Regions from separate parts of the Mus musculus genome. Here region 2 is linked to region 1. A link is a contact called in public HiChIP or PLAC-seq data. All regions are on one chromosome and are shown on one strand. The core of a region is the stretch at or near the end of the contact, and the rest is flanking DNA. Distances in the headings are between cores, read along the strand shown. Region 1 overlaps Sbf2 (SET binding factor 2). Region 2 holds the start of Sbf2 (SET binding factor 2).

Region 1 (3,354 bases), core at 653-3,152:
CTCTAACTTATGAGATGGCTTGCCTCTGCTCCTGAGTGCGGGGTGTGTGTGTGTGTGTGTTACAGTGGGCGTGTGCTGCCAAGCCTGGCTGAGTGTTCTTTATTTTAATGGGGAGGGAAGGACATACATAGGCCAGGGTGAGGCAAGAATTCCTGGAGAGGCAGTGCTATTTTGTATGCAGGAAAGGATACTGTGAGAAGGTAACTTTTTACCACAAGAGACTGCCTCAGGCCCTAGGCTATGCCAACTCCCTGTAACTGTGGGCCCCAAGACTGATGCCTGTCTGCTTCTGCTCTGTTCTTCTCCCCTTACCTCTTAACTGCAGAGTCCTGCTCAGCAGTTCTCAACCTTGACCACATTAGAAAAGCCAAGATTTACAAAATTCTCAACACCCACGTCTTGCTTCAGAGCAATTGTATCAGACTCTCTGGGGATGAGCCTCAAGGTAAGTCATTTAAGATTTAAAGTTGAACTGTTAAAGGCATCTCACGGTTTCACTAGGGGAGGAGGCACCCTGGAGGCTGTGAGATAGGTTCTAGACAGGAGAAAGACAGAAGGAGCAAGAGGTAGCCTCTGTTTCTCAGGACACACTCCTCTCCTCTTCCATTTTGGTGCTACCTGGTGACTGGAACCATAGACAATGGACTCTTTTTGTTTTACAGTATCCAGATGACTGTCTCAGGGTAATATACAAATGTAGGGAACACATTAAAAAATGTTTGCAGCACCAGACACTATTATCAAGTCCTATCAAGGTCCAATTCCAAAGCAGTAATACACTATTCTTTCAAGACAGTGGACACGGTGATGAGGCTTTTGTGATGAAACCCTGAGCTAGGGCTGATGAAGTCCACCATGGTGCCTGAGAGTCCAAGGCTCCACTTGTTGACCGTGGCGGGTAGAGGAGGAAGGTTCTCACAGCTGTTGGTAACTAGTATTAGTTTGACTGAGTAGGCTGCATGACTGGTATGTCTACTAAGCAAGGACAGACTCCAACTAGGCAACCAAGACTGGCCTGGCTTATAAGCCAGTTTGGATAGGAAGAGAACCCATTGGTAATGACATTCTAGGATTCTAAATAGGTTAGGCAGTTTATAAAAAAACATGTGAGACACAGGATGAAAATCATTCATTCTTCCTTCTTTCCTTCCTTCCTTTTTTCCTCTGAGACAGGGTTTCTCTGTGTATAGTGTTGGCTGTTCTAGAACTCACTTTGTAGACAAGCCTGGTCTGGAAATTTCACTGAGATCTGCCTGCCTCTGCCTCCTGAGTGCTGATATTAAAGATGTGTTGCCACCATCTCTGGGCTTGAAAATAATTTCACTTTTAAATAATCACACAACCTGTCAACATGTTTGGTACAACATTTTCTTAATCCCATTCCTTCTGCCTTCCCTTTCATCTTTTTTAGGTCACAGACAGAGCAGGGCCCTGGCCAGCTTCCAGGCCAGCTGCCATTGCTGAGGGGCGAAGCTGCTCGGACACTCTCTCACATGGTATCTTAGTTCTGATGCTATCTCTACTGGGTCAGAGGAGCACTCGGCCTTGTTAACATGGTGGAACCACTCAGAAGCTTTAAGAGGCTCTGGCTGCCCTCATGTTCTGACTCAGCTGGCTGGAGGCGCTGCTGCAGTGCCCAGCTATCTCTAGTCAGGTCAGAGAACAGCTGTACCAGGGTCTGGTGTTTCTGTAACTAGAGACGTCATCTGGCACAGCAGGCATCTTGGTCTCTGGCCACATCTGCATGGGGTGAAGGTAATTTTCTGACTTAGTATATCACTGACAGCCATACATGCATATGATATACCTTTTAGTGAAAACATCGACTGAGCCTGTCACACCCAGGCTGGCTGAAGGCCAAATCCAGAGCTGTCATCAGCTTTGCTCACTACTTCCCCACCACATGCTACTTAAGAGACTGTTTCTGACTGTGACATAATGTGTGACAAAAGCCTAGGATGAATGGTCTGGCCAGTGTTCTTTTCTTTACCCAAAGTGAAATATTATAGACAATTTTAACAACATGTCCTTGAAGTAGTACTTCTTGACTTCAGTGTTTAAACAGAGATCACTGGTAAAGCTTTAATTATGAAAGGCCCTCTTTCTAAACACTTACATATGGTGCACAGAGAATACCAACTTTGTTTTACTTTAATTCCCCATCTCCTGAGTTCTAGAATTACAGGCGCGTAGCACTATGTTTGGTTTACATGATGTACATGAGGGCACACAGGGCTTTGGACATACTAGGCAAGCATTCTTCTGACCAAGCCACCTGGAACAAGTGCTGACTGCTGCTTCTTTTTCTTTCTCTCACCTCCTTTCCTTTTCCTCTCCTCTCCTCCCCTCCCCTGCTCTCCCCTCCCCTCTCCTTCCCTTTCCTTTTTCTCCTTTCCCTTCCCCTCCCTCCCTCCCTCCCTCCCTCCCTCCCTCCCTCCCTCCCTCCCTCCCTCCCTCCCTTCCTTCCTGATGTGTTAACAAAAGCTGCCATGCATATTCCTGTTTTCCTACTCCCCCTCCCCCAGGAAGTGCTTTAATACACGTCCAGAATCTTCTTTTTACAAACATAGCTATTAGAAACTGTAATGATGATGGTGCTGTCTGCAATTCCTCAAGTGCTTATTACATGACAGCAAATACTGCTCACGGCTGCTTCCTGTGGCCTTACTGTACCTTACCACTGTCCCCACCTTACAGATGAGGAGGCCGAGGCTCAGTGAGGGCCTTCACTTTCCCAAAGTAAAGCCTGTGAGTGGTGGTGCTAGACTTTTACTTGGTGTGTGTTTGGTTTGGAGCCTTTTGCATGCACTGCTACCCAAACTGCCACCATGGACAGATCCTTCCTGCCAGAGGGACAAGAATGGAAATATGTGAATTAAACATGTCTCCCACACAGTGGGACTGCTTAGGAGTTAATAGTAAGCATGTTTCACTCTGTAAAGGGAGGACAAGAACGAGTACTTGCTGTAACTGGTGTAGGAGAGCAGATCTCCCTGGAACTGGGCAGGCGCTCCCACCACTCTACACTCAGTTGCTTGGGATCAGTTACACCATTGACGTTTCCACTAAAAACACGCACAACTAACAAAAGGATAGGACAGGGCTATATAAATACATACCATGTTCTAGTCTTTCATAGTCTGAATCCAGGAGAAATGTTTTAAAGCGATTAGACACATAATGGAAAGCCAAGAACTTTAGGTAATAGAGATTGAATTCAAACTCAGTTGGATACTGGTTGTGAACCTGAAATATACAAACAAAGAAAGAGTGAGCATCCAACAGAAGAGTAAAAGACACGCCATGGAGTGCTTAGCTGAAATATGCAGAAGGCCTCTGGCCATCATCTGGCAA
Region 2 (3,129 bases), core at 59-2,558, 300 kb after region 1:
CCTCAATTAGGTAGTGGTGAGAAAAGAATGTGAAGGCTCCCATCTCTGAAATAAATCCTTAGGGATAAATAATAAAAAGAGGTGGGCAGAACAATGGTATGCTGGTGCAACGACTAACATCAGCAAAGCACAACCTAAGCACCTCGGGGACATGGAAGGGGGTGGAGCGCTGGTATCTAAAATCCCTTGCAACTGCGAGACTGTAGCTTCCCCTGCTCTACAATAACCTTGTTAGCACATCCCGCTTATCTATAAACAGCAACACAAAGAGATACAATTACGAAAATGAACGTGCATGAGCCCTGTATACTTCTGGTTGTGCTAGTCCACCGAAGTGTAAAAAGCAACCTATCTGCCAAACTGTTCCTTGTGAAAAATTCTCGGCCGAGAAAAACCAGAGAACAATCAAAACACGTGAGAGCTAAGTGAGAGAGAGCACCTGCAGTGGTCGGCCGGCTCTCTTTGCTTAGCAGAGTCCTTTCATTCTGGAATGCCGACACATACGTCCTGAAACAATTTTCCTAGAAATGTTTCAAAGTGCTCGGATCCTTTGACCTATCCAAGTACCCGGCGTTCGGCCGGGATGTCCAGCCTCCCCCTCCCCCCACACACACCCCGGGCCGGCGGGAGGCAGCGCAGGACTCTCGGCACTTCCTTTCCGGGAGGACTGCCCCCAGCGTCACTCCTATTCAGGATGCAGGACACAGTGTATCCCTAGGAGCCTCGTACAGTGTGCTCCCGCCCTCCCAACTCCACAGGCACGAGGGCGCGGTCCCGGGTGCCAGCCGCCTCCGCAGAAGCGCGTGGCGGCGCGCGGGCAGGCTCGCCACCGGTCCGGCCCGCCAGTCCCCGGCCGCACCGCCGCGGCCTAGCCCCGCTACCGCCGTCCGACGGTTCCCTCACACACGCCCACCGCAGCCAGGCTCGGCCCCGCCGCGAAGGCCGACACCAGTCGACCCGCAGCTCCTCCACCGCGGGACCCGGCCCGCCCGCCTCCCCGCCTCCCAGCCGCGACGCCCGGCCCCGCCGAGCCCACTGGACGGCTGCCGGGGGCGGAGGCGAAGCCCGGGGGCGGCGCCCGCCCCACACCCTTACCTGGCTTCTCGTGGTCGTAGCCTACCACAATGAAGTAGTCGGCCAGCCGGGCCATGACCGCCGCCGCCGCGCCCGGGAAGCGGGTTCCCGTCGCCGCCCTCGCCGCCGCCGCCGCCCACCCGGCCCGGGCGAGCTCAGCATTTTCCCTTCGGCGGCTGTAGCGGTAGCAGCGGCGCTTCAGCCATGTTTGACAACCGAGGCGCTCACTGCGCCTGCGCCGCGCCTCGCGCCCGCCCCTCCCCCGCCCCACCCGAAAGGGCTCGACGACCCAGTGCCCGGCGTCCGCGAACCCACGCGGCGCCCGGAGGCCGCTCGGACACGCGGCTCGCGAGGTGGGCGGCCCGGCGCGGCCTGGCCTCGCGCCGCCACCGAGGCCGGGCGCTTAGAGGCCCAGCTGCTGCCTCAACGCCCCCCACCCCCGCCCGGTTCTTTATTTTCCTGGAGCAGGGGTCCTTCCTTCCGCCATCTCCCTTTTGCAGTCGGGGGGAAAAGGGGATGGAGGGGTGCGGGGTCACTTGGAAAGTTTGTTCTTTGGTGCCGCTTGCTGCCACCGGCAGCACGGATGAAATTCTCCCGCCCTCGGCTGGAAGCTTGGAATTTGCACCGCCAAGGCTTTTTGCTGCACGTTTCCTGTTTATGTTGTGCAGATGGGAATTTTAGAAACATGCCACCAAGCAGGCGGGGGAGGAAAAGACTTGCGCAATCTTCAGAGGCGCCTCTGGTTTCGGGGCTGCCTGGGCTGGGGGCGGTCAGCTTGGGCTTTCCTCTGAGTGCCCCAGGGAGTTATTCCACCTAGGAACAGGGGCATCCCCGGGATCCTCCTAAAATGGGCCGGTCTCTCCCCGGGGAGCCCCGCCCGCCTGACTTTCACTGCCTTTTTCACTGTCTCAGGACTTTTCAGGCTGAAGCAGGTGTTAACTTCAAGTTGCTCTACTGCAAACACTCCACAGAATTCATAGGGCACTTTGAGAGCCTAGAGAGCATTCAAGTCGATTGCGTTTTTAAGAAATATCTCCTACCGATGTTTTCTAATTTGGCTGGCACACTTGGATTTGTCACTTTTTTTTTTTAACTTTGTTACTTCTTAATGATCATGAAATTTTAGTAGTAGTGTATGTATTTGAACTATGAAGTTTTCAGAACCTATGGTTTAGAAGTGATCGTGAAGCCATCGTTCACTGAGGGTTTGATCCTTCTATAGATTGTACGTAGTAGGTTCTAACGTGCCTAGTGCAACACACGCCCTCTGCCAAAGACCAGCAGAAAGCTAGTGCCTGGAGCTGTGAACTCAGAGTCCAAAGGGTCATAGTCTCAGCTGCTCTGACTAATTCTCTCTTCTGGGCCAGCGTTCCCCTTTCCCGCTTCCGCGTTGGAAATTGAACTTAGGGCCTCCTACATGCTGGGCAAGCCTGCTACCGTTAAACTATATCGACAGCAAAAGGCCAGACCTTTCAGCAGGTCTGAGAGGGTTGGGCTATGCTAGAAGAATTGAAAGGGAAGGGGTACTTTACCTCGGGACCTCCTTTGTAATCAGCTTCTAGTCAGACGGAATCAGCATACCTGCAGTGATGAAAACTAGGTTAGTTTTCAAAATAATGAAAGCAAACAAAACAACCTGCCACACCTCATAGAGAAAATTTCCAGGTAACTTCCCTGGGAGCTCTTCCTCCACTTTTTCAGTAAAGAGTAATCTCACTTCCTCTACAGACTGCCATTCCAGTGCTTAACAGCCATGGTAGAAAGTCCTTCCCTATTCTGTCGGCGGCGTTGTCCTCCTGGAACTGCCTTGATTACAGCTGGTAGGGGATGGATTCCATATAAATTATTATTGTGGGGATTTGTTCCCTCAATTTTACTTTTTTTTTTTTTAATTTGGGATAAGGTCTGGGAAGATGATTCAGCAGTTGAGAGACCTGTGCTGCCTGCCCTTCCAGGGGACTGGAATTGATTCCCAGCAGCCACAGGGACAGTTCACAACCATGTGTGACTCCATTTGCACAGGATCCAATACCTTCTGGCTTCCTCCAGCAGCAG

What was found. HiChIP or PLAC-seq counts read pairs in DNA pulled down with a chosen protein or histone mark.
Region 2: an H3K4me3 HiChIP or PLAC-seq map of bone marrow-derived macrophages shows a contact between it and region 1, with 5 times the contacts expected there. The contact joins the promoter of Sbf2 here to the enhancer-like site in region 1. A contact is called at or near these places in 14 of 39 promoter capture datasets (3T3-L1-derived adipocytes, the C10 cell line, cranial neural crest and 8 more), 2 of 15 datasets of contacts at CTCF or cohesin (the NIH/3T3 cell line and large pre-B cells), 15 of 115 datasets of contacts at active chromatin or transcription factors (astrocytes, bone marrow-derived macrophages, craniofacial prominence and 10 more) and 2 of 9 other capture datasets (liver and macrophages).

Annotation. Positions count from the first base shown.
Region 1 is chr7:110,317,554-110,320,907 of GRCm38.p6, forward strand. It overlaps Sbf2 (SET binding factor 2), which reads right to left. Exons shown (of 41, transcript NM_177324.2): 34 at 3,120-3,246. Among named protein-coding and RNA genes, the nearest start is that of Gm32861, 31 kb to the left of the region's middle. Within about 2 kb of position 1,903, at least 20 of the 459 cell types and tissues checked have an H3K27ac peak or open chromatin away from gene starts, as enhancers often do. A contact at or near this core is called in bone marrow-derived macrophages, where this site is marked.
Region 2 is chr7:110,613,612-110,616,740 of GRCm38.p6, forward strand. Sbf2 (SET binding factor 2) reads right to left here and starts at 1,309. Exons shown (of 41, transcript NM_177324.2): 1 at 1,096-1,309. The coding sequence starts at 1,150.